Regions from separate parts of the Sus scrofa genome. Here all the other regions are linked to region 1. Evidence: chromatin contacts called from public Hi-C and HiChIP or PLAC-seq data. All regions are on one chromosome and are shown on one strand. The core of a region is the stretch at or near the end of the contact, and the rest is flanking DNA. Distances in the headings are between cores, read along the strand shown.

Evidence for each region. Hi-C and Micro-C count contacts between places; a contact is called where the count stands out from the background. HiChIP or PLAC-seq counts read pairs in DNA pulled down with a chosen protein or histone mark.
Region 2: a contact with region 1 is called in an H3K27ac HiChIP or PLAC-seq map of alveolar macrophages. The contact joins two enhancer-like sites. A contact is called at or near these places in 1 of 5 promoter capture datasets (skeletal muscle), 9 of 47 Hi-C or Micro-C datasets (brain, embryonic fibroblasts, heart right ventricle and 4 more) and 2 of 2 datasets of contacts at active chromatin or transcription factors (alveolar macrophages and skeletal muscle).
Region 3: an H3K27ac HiChIP or PLAC-seq map of alveolar macrophages shows a contact between it and region 1. The contact joins two enhancer-like sites. A contact is called at or near these places in 2 of 2 datasets of contacts at active chromatin or transcription factors (alveolar macrophages and skeletal muscle).
Region 4: a contact with region 1 is called in a Hi-C map of alveolar macrophages, with 2.9 times the contacts expected there. The contact joins the promoter of TBC1D4 here to the enhancer-like site in region 1. A contact is called at or near these places in 2 of 5 promoter capture datasets (fetal liver and liver), 18 of 47 Hi-C or Micro-C datasets (alveolar macrophages, blood, brain and 12 more) and 2 of 2 datasets of contacts at active chromatin or transcription factors (alveolar macrophages and skeletal muscle).
Region 5: a contact with region 1 is called in an H3K27ac HiChIP or PLAC-seq map of alveolar macrophages. The contact joins two enhancer-like sites. A contact is called at or near these places in 1 of 47 Hi-C or Micro-C datasets (embryonic fibroblasts) and 1 of 2 datasets of contacts at active chromatin or transcription factors (alveolar macrophages).

Annotation. Positions count from the first base shown.
Region 1 is chr11:47,578,029-47,580,804 of Sscrofa11.1, reverse strand. The region is part of intron 11 of TBC1D4 (TBC1 domain family member 4); the gene reads left to right. Among named protein-coding and RNA genes, the nearest start is that of TBC1D4, 180 kb to the left of the region's middle. Within about 2 kb of position 1,319, at least 1 of the 83 cell types and tissues checked has an H3K27ac peak or open chromatin away from gene starts, as enhancers often do. A contact at or near this core is called in alveolar macrophages, where this site is marked.
Region 2 is chr11:47,810,096-47,812,871 of Sscrofa11.1, reverse strand. The region is part of intron 2 of COMMD6 (COMM domain containing 6); the gene reads left to right. Among named protein-coding and RNA genes, the nearest start is that of COMMD6, 7.1 kb to the left of the region's middle. Within about 2 kb of position 1,366, at least 3 of the 83 cell types and tissues checked have an H3K27ac peak or open chromatin away from gene starts, as enhancers often do. A contact at or near this core is called in alveolar macrophages, where this site is marked.
Region 3 is chr11:47,792,478-47,795,253 of Sscrofa11.1, reverse strand. COMMD6 (COMM domain containing 6) reads left to right here. Exons shown (of 4, transcript NM_001267850.1): 4 at 1-144. Among named protein-coding and RNA genes, the nearest start is that of COMMD6, 25 kb to the left of the region's middle. Within about 2 kb of position 1,398, at least 3 of the 83 cell types and tissues checked have an H3K27ac peak or open chromatin away from gene starts, as enhancers often do. A contact at or near this core is called in alveolar macrophages, where this site is marked.
Region 4 is chr11:47,759,503-47,762,278 of Sscrofa11.1, reverse strand. TBC1D4 (TBC1 domain family member 4) reads left to right here and starts at 1,351. Exons shown (of 20, transcript XM_021065670.1): 1 at 1,351-2,722. The coding sequence starts at 2,225.
Region 5 is chr11:47,716,598-47,719,373 of Sscrofa11.1, reverse strand. All of the region lies in intron 1 of TBC1D4 (TBC1 domain family member 4), which reads left to right. Among named protein-coding and RNA genes, the nearest start is that of TBC1D4, 43 kb to the left of the region's middle. Within about 2 kb of position 1,448, at least 16 of the 83 cell types and tissues checked have an H3K27ac peak or open chromatin away from gene starts, as enhancers often do. A contact at or near this core is called in alveolar macrophages, where this site is marked.

The sequences.
Region 1 (2,776 bases), core at 70-2,569:
TTTGAACCGTGGACACATGTGAGGGTTAGAACTTTATCCAGGATACATAACAAAGTGGGTTTGACTATATTGGAATGTGTGTATCAGCTACTTTCTGAAGCATCATAATAGAGCATGTCACTTGCTGTCTGTTTAGTAGCTCAAAGGTATGTCCCTTTCTTTCTTTCTTTCTTTCTTTCTTTCTTTCTTTCTTTCTTTCTTTCTTTCTCTTTCTTTCTCTGTCTGTCTTTCTTTCCTTCCTCCCTCCCTCCCTCCCCCCTCCCTCCCTTCCTTCCTTCCTTCTTTCCTTCTTTCTTTGCTTTTCAGGGCCGCACCTGTGGCATATGGAAGTTCCCAGGCTAGGGGTCCAGTTGGAGCTGTAGCTGCCAGCCTATGCCAGAGCCATAGCAATGCCAGATCCAAGCTGCGTCTTTGACCTATACCACAGTTCACGGCAACACCAGATCCTTTACCCACTGATCGAGGCCAGGGATCAAACCCTTATCCTCATGGATCCTAGTCAGGTTTGTTAACCACTGAGCCATGAAGGAGCTCCCAGTATGTCTTTTTCTTAACCTTAATTTAGCTAACCCCAAAGCAGTAGTTTCAGAAAATACCAAGATTAGAAATAACTGAATTACCTGATAACTGTGAGTGTGGATACACAAAATAAATAAACATATCACAGACGAGGGCTGAATTGCTTTTCTGACTTTTGGTTGCCTCCGCCCTAGTGAGTTCCTCTGGGTACCTGAGCAGGGCTATGGCTTTTCCAGCTGAATTTCACTTCTGCCCTAACTACGAACACTTCCTGGCTCCATCAGAAGTTCTGTGCCTTCACTCATTGGTGTCATCTCCTGTAAATATTATCTTCATCATTCTCTCAGGAAAGCTCAAAGGCTTTAAAACTTAAAAGAACCCAGCATAGTGTCCTTGAGGATTCAGGTTTGATCCCTGGCCTCATTCAGTGAATTAAGGATCTGGCATTGCTGCGAGCTGTGGCATGGGTCACAGATGCAGCTTGGATCTAGCACTGCTGTGGCTGTTGTATAGGCCTCAGCAGCAGCTCTGATTTGACCCCTAGACCAGTAGCTTCCATATGCTGCAGGTACAGCTCTAAAAAGAAAAACAAACAAACAAAATTTACAAAGGGTAAAATATTCCCACCACAAGTAGCAATAGTCATTGCATGGTATTTTGACTGCTGATAGTGTTGGTTTCAAAAGTAAGTTTGAGTCATAATGACCTTTTTTTTTTTCTCCCCCAATGACCTTTTCTTGCAGATAGCCCCAGTGTCATTTAGAGTGCTCTTTCCTAGAAATGAAATTCTTAGAGCAGAGCAGCATTTCTGCATGTTTGTTTTACAAAGCACTAACATAGAAAGATGTGACATCCCCAACTGCCAACCCTTCTGAAAAAAAAAAAAAAAAAAAAAAAGGAAGGTGATTCTGGGGTCAAATAATTTAAGTTAGGAAATTTCTGTATACTATTTCCCTTTGGAGAGTCACAATACATGCCAGCGTATTACAATCTCTAGGTAGTCTTGCTCTAAAGAAATCTGTTTAATTATTTTATTTTATTTTATTTTTTATTTTTACAGCTTCCCCTGCAGCATCTGGAAGTTCTCAGGCTAGGGGTCAGTTGAGAGCTGCAGATGAGGCCTACACAACAGCCACAGCAACACCAGATCCAAGCTGCATGTGAGATCTATGCTGCAACTTGCAGCAAGGCCAGATTCTTAACCCACTGAGTGAGGCCAGGGCACAAACCCATATGTCACAGAGACAAGGTTGGGTCCCTAACCCACTGAGCCACAACAGCCATTAAAAACTTTGTGTTTAATATTTTAAAATGTAACCTATCCAATCTTATTGGCCACACTTTTTTCTTTAATATATCACCTCACAATAATCCCATGGTTGGAGTTCCTGTGTGGCTCAGCAGGTTAAGGATCTGACACTGACAGTGCAGTGGCTCAGGTCGCTGCTGTGGCGTGGGTTAAATCCCTGGCCCGAGAACTTCTGCATGATGCAGGTGCAGCCAGAAAACAGAAATAATAATCCCAAGGTTGACCATTCTGCCTTTGTTCAGGTTTCTTTCTGTCGTGATTCAGCTATGGGTAGGTAACACTTTGGAGATGGTTAACAGTTACAGAAGACTAGAAGCTATCTTGTTAGCCCATCCCAAAAGAGCTATACGAAAAGCTCCTCAGGAGCCTTTCTTGAAATATTTACATTGTTTTGAATATACTACTAATTTTAGGTTTTTTTAGCAAAGCATGGATTCATTAGTTAATCAGCCTTTACTCATTTTTTTTTCTTTTTTTCTTTTTTTTTGCCTTTTCTAGGGCCGCTCCCTCGGCATATGGAGGTTCCCAGGCTAGGGGTCCAATCGGAGCTGTAGCTGCTGGCCGACGCCAGAGCCACAGCAACTTGCGATCCGAGCTGCGTCTGTGACCTACACCACAGCTCATGGCAATGCCAGATCCTTAACCCACTGAGCAAGGCCAGGGATCGAACCTGCAACCTCATGGTTCCTAGTCAGATTCGTTAACCACTGTGCCACTACGGGAACTCCAGCCTTCACTCCTTTGTATAAATACTACTTTTGCTCAGGTTAGAACTTGGAGTGGTGGGCTGCTGTGGAATGAGTAGAAACAGGTGAGCTTCTGATGACTGAGCTGTGGCCTGGACCGCATCTGTCCCAGGATGCGGTGGCCTGGGTGACCAGGGATGCAGTGCTCCATGGTGCCTGTGGCTTGTGCTTGCCCGTCCTGGAACTTGTGAATGGCTTGTGC
Region 2 (2,776 bases), core at 117-2,616, 230 kb before region 1:
GCAGGTAGAATTTGAGAGGAGGTTTGAATATTACATAGATGTTGGAGAGCAATATTCCAAGAGGAATGAGCAGCACGAGCAAAGGTGTAAAAACTAAAAGACAGTTTAAAGGGATGGGTCCAGCCTGAGCACGAGTGGGAAAGCTCTTTGGGACTCTGTTGTGCGATGCCTTCAGTGCTAAGGGAAGGGTTGGTAACTAGTTCCTCAGGCAGTAGACATGACCGGTTTTTGACCTGTGATATTAGATTTGGTCAATTTATATGTAGTGTTTAGAGTCTAGCCTCTGGATTGGAGCTGAAAAAGGCCATAGGCAAGAAACTGATTAGGAGGCTGCTGTAAAATTGAAGGCAAGGTTTTTTAAGGTTTTGAGTAGGTTAGTGACAGGGAGATTGAGAAGAAATGAGTAAGTGTCAGTGGCATTGGCTGAAATAAAATCTTGAGCACCTAGCAGTTCATATATGTTTTGAATAAGGGAGAAAGAAATCCAAGCTGACAGAATTTTCAGACCCGAGTCACTTGGAACATGGGGGTCATTAGTAGACCTGAACTTTGGATAAAAAACGTTTTGAGGGAAAATTGATACTTGTTTCATGCTGCAGGGCAGTTGTCCTGTGTACTTTCTAGTAGTGAATGTGTTTAGTGGGAAAGGCTTTCTTTTCTGTATTATTTTTACTGGAGACCTTAACACTAACCAAATAAGAATTTTTAAATCGGTTTTTAGGGCCACACTTGCGGCATATGGAAGGTCCCAGGCTAGGGGTCATATCAGAGCTGTAGCTGCCGGCCATGGCCACAGCCACAGTCACAGCAACAACAGATCCGTGCCGTGTCTGCAACCTACACACAGTTTACGGCAATGCTAGATCTTTAACCCACTGACTGAGGCCAGGGATTGAGCACACATCCTTATGGATATGAGTCAGGTTTGTTTCTGCCACACAGCTGGAACTCCCAGAACAATTTTTATTATTTGTATTTGCTAAAATTTCAGTGATCTAATATGGTTCAGCTTATACAGTTTTGAGAATTCATTTTTGATAAATCATATGCCATAGTAAGTTTATTAACAAAGCTGTTTTCGGCTCGTTGTGTTTGCTCTGCTTTAGTTATCTGTTGCCTTGTAACAAAGTACCCCAAACTTAGTGATTTAAAACAATTGTTTAATTATCTCTTATGAGTCTCTGGGTTAACTGGGCTTAGCTGGATGGTGGTTTCTGCTCCTTGTCACGTCAGCTGGGGGCTTGAGACATCGAGGAGCCTTGTTGGGCTGGAAGTGAAGAGGGCTCACTCACATGCTAGTGATGCCCTGGGCCACGTGAGCTGGTGATTGGAGCACCTTGGTTCTCCTTGACACAGCCGCTCCCATGATGGTGGCTGGGTTCCAAGAGGGAGTGTCCAAGAGCCAGCATCTCATGAAGAAGGAAGCACATGCTTCCACTTCTCTTAAGGAAGGCCTGGAATCAAAGATTCTAGAATACCTCTTCTGCCATAGTCTACTGGTCAAATAACAGGGACAGTTCAGATTCTTGCTCTACTGCTTTTTTTTTTTTTTTAGAAATTAATTTTTTTTTTTTTTTTTTTTTTTTTTGGTCTTTTTGGCATTTCTTGGGCCGCTCCCGCGGCATATGGAGGTTCCCAGGCTAGGGGTCGAATCGGAGCTGTAGCCGCCAATCTACGCCAGAGCCACAGCAACGCGGGATCCGAGCCGCGTCTGCGACCTACACCACAGCTCACAGCAACACCGGATCCTTAACCCACTGAGCAGGGGCAGGGACCGAACCCGCAACCTCATGGTTCCTAGTCGGATTCGTTAACCACTGTGCCACGACGGGAACTCCTTTTTTTTTTTTTTTTTTTTTTTTTTAAAGGGACGCAGGCATATGGAAGTTCCCAGGCTAGGGGTCGAATCAAAGCTGCAACTACCAGCCCACACCACAGCCACAGCAAAGCGGGATCTGGGCCTCATCTGTAACCTACACCACAGCTCATGGCAACAGTGGATTCTTAACCTGCTGAGCCACAACAGGAACTCTCATGACCTACTTCTTGATGTGAGAAGGGAGGTGTCCATACAGAAAGAGGTGGAAGTACTTGTTGGAGGCTATCTTTGGAGACAGGTTACCACATACTCCAGAAGGTATTAGCTCAACAAATACTTATTTGAACATTGACTTACTAGAACATCAGATAATGTTCTAATAGATTTAGGAGTAACTAAAATCCTCTGCTGTCTTAGAATTTGCATTTCCTTGGCGACACAGGTAATGAGTAAGTAAATCTGATAATTTTAGAAACTGATAAGTAAAGTTCTCCTTGTGGTTCAGTGGAAACGAACCCGACTAGGATCCATGAGGTTTGATCCCTGGCCTCGATCAGTGGGTTAAGGATCCAGCGTTGCTGTGAGCTGTGGTATAGGTTGCAGACACAGCTCGGATCTGGTGCTGCTGTGGCTGTGTTGTAGGCCAGCAGCTATAGTTCTCTTTCTACCCCTAGCCTGGGAACTTGCATATGCCACAGGTGTGGCTCTAAACAGCAAAAACAAACAAACAAAAAACCTGATAAATGCAGTAAAGAAAATCAAGGCATGAATGAAGTTGCCATTAAACAAGATGAAGGCTAATGACTTAGCAAACTTTGTCCACGTATGCTAGAGCTAATATGAATTCTCAAGTAAAAATTTGCTAATAACTCATGCCATGATAAGTTCCTGCATATATAAAGTACTTAGCATAGAGTATAGCACAGCACTGTCCAATAGTGTTGGAATGTTCTGGGT
Region 3 (2,776 bases), core at 149-2,648, 210 kb before region 1:
GCAAGAATGGTGTTGACAGAGTTCCCACTGTGACACAATGGGTTAAGGATCCCACGTTGCCATAGCTGTGGTGTAGGTTGCAGCTGCGGCTCGGATTTGATCCCTGGCCCGGGAACTTCCATATGCTGTGGCTGTGGCTGAAAAAGAAAAAAAAAGAATAGCGCTGAGTATTTCTGTTCTGCTGACAGAAATAAGGGTTATTTTGTTCTTTTTGCAGGAAGATACACGTACATGCCATGTAGAAATTTCACAATCGGAAATTTCAGTCTAGAAATAGATGCTTTGGAATAAAGCCACCAATATGTAAAAATATTTGCAAAACTGGCTAACCGTTCATCCAGTTCCTGTTGGGGCATACAGGAAGACTGCATTTCCTAGCCTCCCTTGCAGTTAGGTTGGGAGCTTGTGATTGGGTTGTAGCCAGTGAAATCTGTGCAGAAGTGCCCCAAGCCACATCCAGTCTTTGTCATAAATCTTTCCTTGTCTTCCAAGCTCTCTGCCATGTTGGCTGCTGGAAATGAAGGAATCTGAGGTAGTGAAACCATAAGATGAATCCCTGAATTACGATTGGAGGCCAGCTCCTCGTGCTAGCAGCCTGATTTTGCACCAGGCAGTGATGTGAGCTAGAAACAAACTTACTGTGGTAAGCTGGTAAGATTTTTGGAGTGTTTAAACTTGAGCCACACAAGATATTTATATGAAGATATTTATTGTACCATTTCCAGTGGCAAAAAAGCAAAATAAAGGAAAGTGAATAGCAGTCAATAAAGAAATGGTGAATAATGCCATATCTGTTATATCATACACCTGCCATTATCAATATGTATTGACAACAGGTATTATCCATATTGCTTTATAAGACTAAAAATGCATTCATATATATTTGAATTCCATATATAGTGGAAAATTAAGAAGTAATGTCTACTAAGTTATAAGCATTGGTGAAGAGGATCAGTTAAAATTTTATTAAGTCCATTGTGCATTATAAAAAATATGTATCATGGTTTTAAAAAATACTTGATTAAAATATTTGCTTTTAAGTATGCTTTTGAAAATTTCTTAAAATATTTGTTTTTAAGTATGCTTTTGAAGATTTCTTATAGTTCTTACGGGGTGACGTTTTCTTATTTTCGCAAATGTGTAGTATTTAGAAGCAGGATTTTTTGTGAACCCTGCCCCCAAATGAGGATAGACACACCGAAAACGCATCAAACGTCGGTGTCGCTGTGCTATAGACATGGTGACACCCCCCCCACCACCACCCATGCCCCCAGCTGGGTATAACATTTTGCGTGGCATTACTGCAAGAGACTTCATTTCTACTTCCTCTTCTGACCCTCTGTGTTGGGAAGAGAGCTCTCTTCACATCCTGTCAGCATTTCCGCAGGTCTCCTGTGTGAATCCACTCTCTGAGTCCTCTGCTCGGCAACACAGTGCTGTGGGAAGCGCAGGTCCACTGCTGGTTGCTGTCCCCTCCACCCCCCACCCCGCTCCCCCCAGCCCTCCCACCGCCCCGGGTACTCAGATCCCATGAAGAGTGAGCGCACTGGTCCTGCATGCTTCCCAACTGCCCACAGGCATATCCATTACCCCCCCTCTGCCCAGTAGCACATTAAACCTTCTGGGATTATGAGAAAATGAAGTTCCCTTTCCATCCCTCCCTCCATCCCGTGGGGTACCGACGTCATTGCCCCTCCCCACCCCATATTAGAGGCGGAACCTGCCCGCCCAATCTGAGTCCAAACCACACTTGCCTTCCCAGACTGCACTCAGGATCTCTCCATCTTCCACCCACCCAAGTGTAACACCCACTACTCCCCCGCTTCTCCCACCTACCCCCTCCCTCATTTGTAGTATGTAAGGTTATATGCAAAGAGGCCCAAAGTAAGCCCCTGGCTCAAACAATGGGTGGTGGATTTGATGAGAATTTATTTATTTATTTATTTATTTATTTATTTATTTGTCTTTTTAGGGCCATACCCGTGGCATATGGAGGTTCCCAGGCTAAGGGTCCAATTGGAGCTGCAGTCACCAGCCTACACCACAGCCACAGCAGCACTAGATCCGAGCCAGGTCTGCGACCTACATCACAGCTCATGGCGAGGCCAGGGATCAAACCTCATGGTTCCTAGTCGGATTCGTTTCCGCTGCGCCAAGAACTCCTGATGAGAATAAATTTAAATTGCATGTTTATCTTTTGAATTTAAAAGGCAAGCTGTTTTCCTAAGTTTTGTACTATTCTCTTTGAGAATGTTTATTTTGCTTCTTAGGAATTTAATGAGTTTCACTGGGCTGACCTGGGAATTAACCACTGTTTATAGCATTTCTGTGGGAAAATGTGTTTCAAGTATCAAACACTTGACCTAAATGTAAACTTTTGGAAAATATCATTCTCAAGTTGGATAATATGTTAATGAACATTTAGTTTCCAAAAACAAATCCTTTGCCCCCAGCTCATCAAGCAAAACCCAGATATTTTCATACATTCTGCTCTTCAGACAGGTTAACATACATGTCAGATTTATGTGGAAAGAAGGCAAAATAGTCTCATTAATTAAATTTTTGGCTTTTTAGGGTTGCACCCGCAGCATATGGAGATTCCCGGGCTAGGGGTTGAATCGGAACTACAGCTGCCAGCCTGCACCACAGCCACAGCAACACAGGAACCGAGCTGCATCTGCAATTTATACCACAGATCACAGGAAAGCTGGATCCTTAACCCACTGAGTGAGGCCAGGGATCAAACCCGTGTCTTCATGGATGCTAGTCAGGTTTG
Region 4 (2,776 bases), core at 102-2,601, 180 kb before region 1:
ACAGCTTGTCCTTTTCTCTATCCTGTTTGTGTACGTTTTTACCACCATGTAACAGTCTCTCTGAGGATACGTGTTTGGTGACCTTGATATAAGTGTAGATTGTTCAGTGCATTTGGTTCTTGAAAAATAATTTTTGCTGGAAAAATACTCTCATAAGGGATAGGGGACTTTAAAGTTGTTTCAGTGCTCGTGTTTATTTTTGTTACTTTGTCCTGTTTTGGAAATGGTGGGTCTTGTACTTTGCTGTTACCCATGTGACCTGATTGTTTTCTGGGACCTTGGCAGACCCATGAGAAGACTTGGGGTCAGAATCTTCCAACTTGAGAGGTGCAGGGGAAGGCACTACTTGCATGTAGCTCCTGAACAATGAAGGAATGAGATTGTAGTTGGAGATGGAAGATTGTTGGGCCTGTATTTTGAAACTTGAATATCTCAGTGAGACATAGGAAGAAAGCTATATTTTGTGACATGTTGTCTTTGTGAGTATTGTAAAACCTGTCAGGTGAGTTTAGTTAGACAACCTACCTGATCCTAAGCGCCAAAAAAGTTTGAATAGGAAATGATGGAGCACGCTTTACTATTGTAATATCCTCACACATTACAGAGGTTTAAGAGTATGTCATCAAAGAGACAATCTACCAAGAGCCTTGAGAGGCTGGAGGAAGGAAAAGGCCCACCAAGTCCCTTCTAGTTCACCAGGTAGTAGACCTGACCAGTATTTGAGGTCAAAATCATACGTGGGCGTTCCCCTCCTGGCTCAGCAGAAACGAAATCTGACTAGTATCTGACGTGAATGCAGGTTGGATTCCTGGCTTTGCTCTGTGGATCAAGCATCCAGCGATGCCTGAGCTGTGGTGTAGGTCGCAGACCTGGCTCTGATCTGGTGTTGGCTGTGACGTAGGTCAGTGGCTATCCCTCTGATCCAACTCCTAGCCTGGGAACCTCCATATGCCGAGGGTGCAGCCCTAAAAAGACCAAAAAAAAAAAAAAAAAAACCAACCATGTACCAAGTGTTCATTTGCCTTGAAACACAAAGACCTAAAAAGCCTTTTCTGAAAAAATATTTTTTTTCGGATGACCAAAGCCCCTGTAAGTGCTAATAAAAAAAAATCATAGATTTCTTTTGCAGTGGAAAAAAATTCATCATGATTTCGTAATTTATTTTTTGAGATTATTAAGATATAAGACTCAAAAATTATTGTGCAGGTTTTAAAAAGAATTGAAACCAAGCAAGTATGATTTTTTAAAAAAGTCCCATTGCCCCATTGCGAGTGCCCCCCCTCCTCCAGGGGGCAGCAGAGATGCCCAGAAGAAGCTGGAGATCTCGGCGACTCTAGAAAAGCCGAGTTGGTCCGGGCACTGCCGGCGCCAGGCGCAAGACTGCTGCCCGAGGGGCGGATTGGAGGGGCGGTCTGGGGCCTGGGCAGAGAAAGAGGCGTAGAGGTGAATTCACAGATAAGCTTTTATGGACACGCTCTCTGCCCGCCGGACGGGAGGCGGGGTGGCAGCCGGATTAAAGCAGCAGCCTGGAAGGAAGGAAGGAGCGAGGGAGGGACGGGAACAGTTGGAGGAGGAGCAGCGAGCTGGGCTGCGGCGACTGGAGGAGGCGCGGCCCCCGCGAGGCCACGTTTTGTTTTTGTTATTTTCCAGCGAAAGAGTTCTCACAGGCCCTCGCTGAGTACCGATCCCGCCGAAGCTCCGCGGCCCCGACCTTCCAGGTGACAGCCGGTCACCCTGGTGGGAGTCAGCTCCGCCCCAAGTCATCCCCTCCCGCCCACAGCCCATTCCCCGCCCAGCCAGCCTCCCAGTGCCCGCCCGGGGCGAGCACGGCGGCCGCAGCGGCTCTGCAGCGCTGGAGCGGACGGCGACCTGCGGCGGCGCGGGGCCCTCGGCGTGGTCTTCCGACCCAGAGGAGTCGCGGACGAGGAAGGGGAGGTCCGGCCCTCGGCGCAAGCTGGAGAAAGGAGGATGACGATTTAACCCGCCCTCTCCTGCCAGTCCTGTTGCCTGGCGCTCCTCGGGTGCCCGCCGCCGGAGCCTGGGAGCCGCGCCCGGGGTAGTGCCGCATGGGGCAGGGCCGCTGAAGCGCGGAGTTCGGGGTCTCGCCAAGGCGGGCGCAGGGGCCCGACGCTGCAATTGGCACAGTTTCGGCGCGCTTCAACGCGAGAGCTGGGCGCGCGGCACGCCTATCCGACCGTCTCGGTGCCCTCGGGAGGTGCGAGTTATGGAGCCCCCCAGCTGCATTCAGGATGAGCCATTCCCGCACCCTCTGGAGCCCGAGCCGGGCGCTCCTGCACAGCTGGGCCCCGGGAAACCGGGCGACAAGCGGTTCCGGCTGTGGTACGTGGGGGGGTCGTGCTTGGACCGCAGGACCACGCTGCCCATGCTGCCCTGGCTAATGGCCGAGATCCGCCGGCGCAGCCAGAAGCCCGAGGCGGGCGGCTGCGGGGCGCCGGCGCCCCGCGAGGTGCTCCTGGTGCTCAGCGCGCCTTTCTTGCGCTGCGTCCCCGCGCCGGGCGCCGGGGCCGTGGGGGCCTCCTGCCCCGCGACCGCTCAGCCCAACCCGGCCGTGTTCATCTTCGAGCACAAGGCGCAGCACATCTCGCGTTTCATCCACAATAGCCACGACCTCACCTACTTTGCCTACCTGATCAAGGCGCAGCCCGACGACCCCGAGTCGCAGATGGCCTGCCACGTTTTCCGCGCCACAGACCCCAATCAGGCAAGCAGAGGCTGGGAGGCGCGGGGGAGGGTCCAACGCACGGGGGAGAGGTGT
Region 5 (2,776 bases), core at 199-2,698, 140 kb before region 1:
AAACTTGAAATTAGGTTTATAAGCAAACATACAGACTGAAGTGATAAATGATCAACCCCAGAGCCAGAGGCATTTGATTTTATTTATTCTTTTGGCTTTGAGTTGTAAGTCTTTAGGAGGCTTATAGAAAAGCTGGGAAATACACCATGGTTTTTTTTTTTTTTTACACACCCAAGATTCCATGTTTCATCAAGGTGTTCAAGAAACTAAAGACATGAAACATGAACAAAACTTGACTTCTTATTTGCAACGTGAAATTATTCAACTTTTGGTGTACTTTTTTCTACTCTTTTGCGCTTGATGATTCTCTCCTCTAAATTGACGTTCACAGTATTTTATTTTTAACTGAGGAACACCATTTTATTTTTACCACCGCATTCTTCCACCTTTCCCCCAGCAACTCAATATTATTTGAGTTCCTTGAGTACTTAGAATGACTAACATCAGTGATTTCTTTGCCTTTGTTCTCTGTTACTCTTAACAGCTACTGATTTTTTCAGGTGTTTGTTTTTTTCCTAGTTTATCTGTTTATAAAACACATTAAACAAACTTCGGAAGTTACCCTCTTGTCATGCCTCTATGTTCTTGTAATTCCCACCGCCTGGATTCCAGAGGGGTCTCAAGTGCTTTGTGAGGCAGGTGAAGATACGTCATACCTTCAGCCTTATCTTTCCTGGTCTCTGTCGTTGCAATTAAACTCCACAACTGTCATGGCTGTGCTTCTGAGTAGGGACAGGACTCCCTGGCGAATACAAGAGGGAGCTTTCAGGTATGGGTAGAAGAAGGCATATCTCTTTTTTTTGTTTGTTTTGTTTTTTTGCTTTTTAGGGCTGCACCCGAGGCATATGGAGGTTCCCAAGCTAGGGATCGAATCAGAGCTGTAGCCGCTGCCTTACACCACAGCCTCAGCAACGCCAGATCTGAGCTGCATCTGTGACCTACACCACAGCTCATGGCAGTGACGGATCTGGAGCCACTGAGCGAGGCCAGGGATCGAACCCTCATCCCTCTATGCTAGTCTGATTCATTCCTGTTGCGCCACAACAGGAACTCCACCAAGGCTTACTGTCTCTGTTGGTGAGAGACAGAGCCTCGCTGCTTGTTCTGATGTACATTCTTCCTTTTCGCTTCCTTGGGAATCGCTGATGTAGAAAAAGGGAAGAGGGGAGTTCCTGTCGTGGCTCAGTGGTTAACCAACCTGGCTAGCATTCATGAGGCAGCCGGTTCGATCCCTGGCCTTGCCTAGTGGGTTAAGGATCCTGCATTGCCATGAGCTGTGGCGCAGGTCCCAGACGCGGCTCGGATCCTGAGTTGCTGTGGCTGTGGGTGTAGGCTGGCGGCTGCAGCTCTGATTGTACCCCTTGCCTGGAACCTCCATGTGCTGTGGGTGCTGCCCTAAAAAAAAAAAAAAAAAAAAAGGAAAAGGGAAGAGGAACCAGTCCTTCTCCTGCTGCTTCAGCTGTGACTTCAGCTTTGGAAGGGTGGCTGGAAAGCTGTCTGCTTGGTGCTCCATTGTCCTCTGATAGGAAAACCCAGCTCCTTTGTACTCTGGACACATTATAATGAGAGCTTGTCCAGCCATTTACTTGATCTTGCCCACCCTTGGCAGGGTGCTTTGAGTTAAATACAATTATGTTTTTGTTTTATGCAATGCTGTCTTTAGTACTTTCAGATGAGTCTAACCGAAACACTGAGACGCTTTATAAATTCACATGGAAAGTGCAAACCTCATCTTGTTTAAAACCAGACATCTGGCAAATCGAACTGCCTTTGTGTCTGTAATTCTAATTGTTATGTTCTTTTAGTTGGCTTTAGAAACGCTATGACAAATCTAGCCTTTTAGTTTCTTGATAGTTAAACTCAACAGGGAACAGGGCAGGTCCACAGTTATTTTTCAGTGACACACCCTGGCCACTGTCTTCCCTTCTCCATCTGCCCACATCCAACTAGGGGCCTCTCAGCTGAAGCAAAGTAGTTACTTACAAAAGCCCAGTGGAGCTCCGTAAAGCAACCTTCATAAAATAAGCAGAGCAATAGTACCATAGCAGGAGTTCCTATCATGGCTCAGCAGAAACAAAATCTGACTAGTATCCATGAGGACGCAGGTTCGATCCCTGGCTTTGCTCAGTGGGTTAAGGATCTGGCGTTGCTGTGAACTGTGGTGTAGGTCGCAGATGCAGCTTGGATCTGGCGTGGCTGTGGCTGTGGCATAGGCTGGCGGCTATGACCCCTAGCCTGAGAACTTCCATATGCCTTGGGTGCCGCCCTAAAAAGACAAAAAGAAAAAAAAAAGTTGTATGGTAGCAGTCTCTCTGCAGTGTGCTGTTTTTAGCAGAGACCAGGACCCAGAAAATAGTTCTCAGCTCTGATGGGATAGGAAGGATAGGAAATCTGCATTGTTTTCCTGTCATCTTTTGCTATTCCCCCCCCCAAATCAGTCATACTCTAATTTAAATGTTAGTTTTACATTACATTCCAGGACCAAATATAAGTGATTTTACGCTTGTCTTCTATTTTGGGGTCTTCTAGCATTGCCCTGTCTTATTACTGAGGATTATGAAGACCTTCTTAATAATAACATGACAACCACAGTGACTAATGTGTATCCAACTTAATTACGTGCTAGATGCTCTACGGAACATTTTATTTACTTCTAAGATGATTCTGTGGATGAGTTTTATTAGTAGCCCTGTTTCACAGAAGAGAAAACGGAGAGTTTAAGGGTTAAATGTGACATGGTTTTCACGTGGCAAAAACTAATACCACTTCCTCCTGA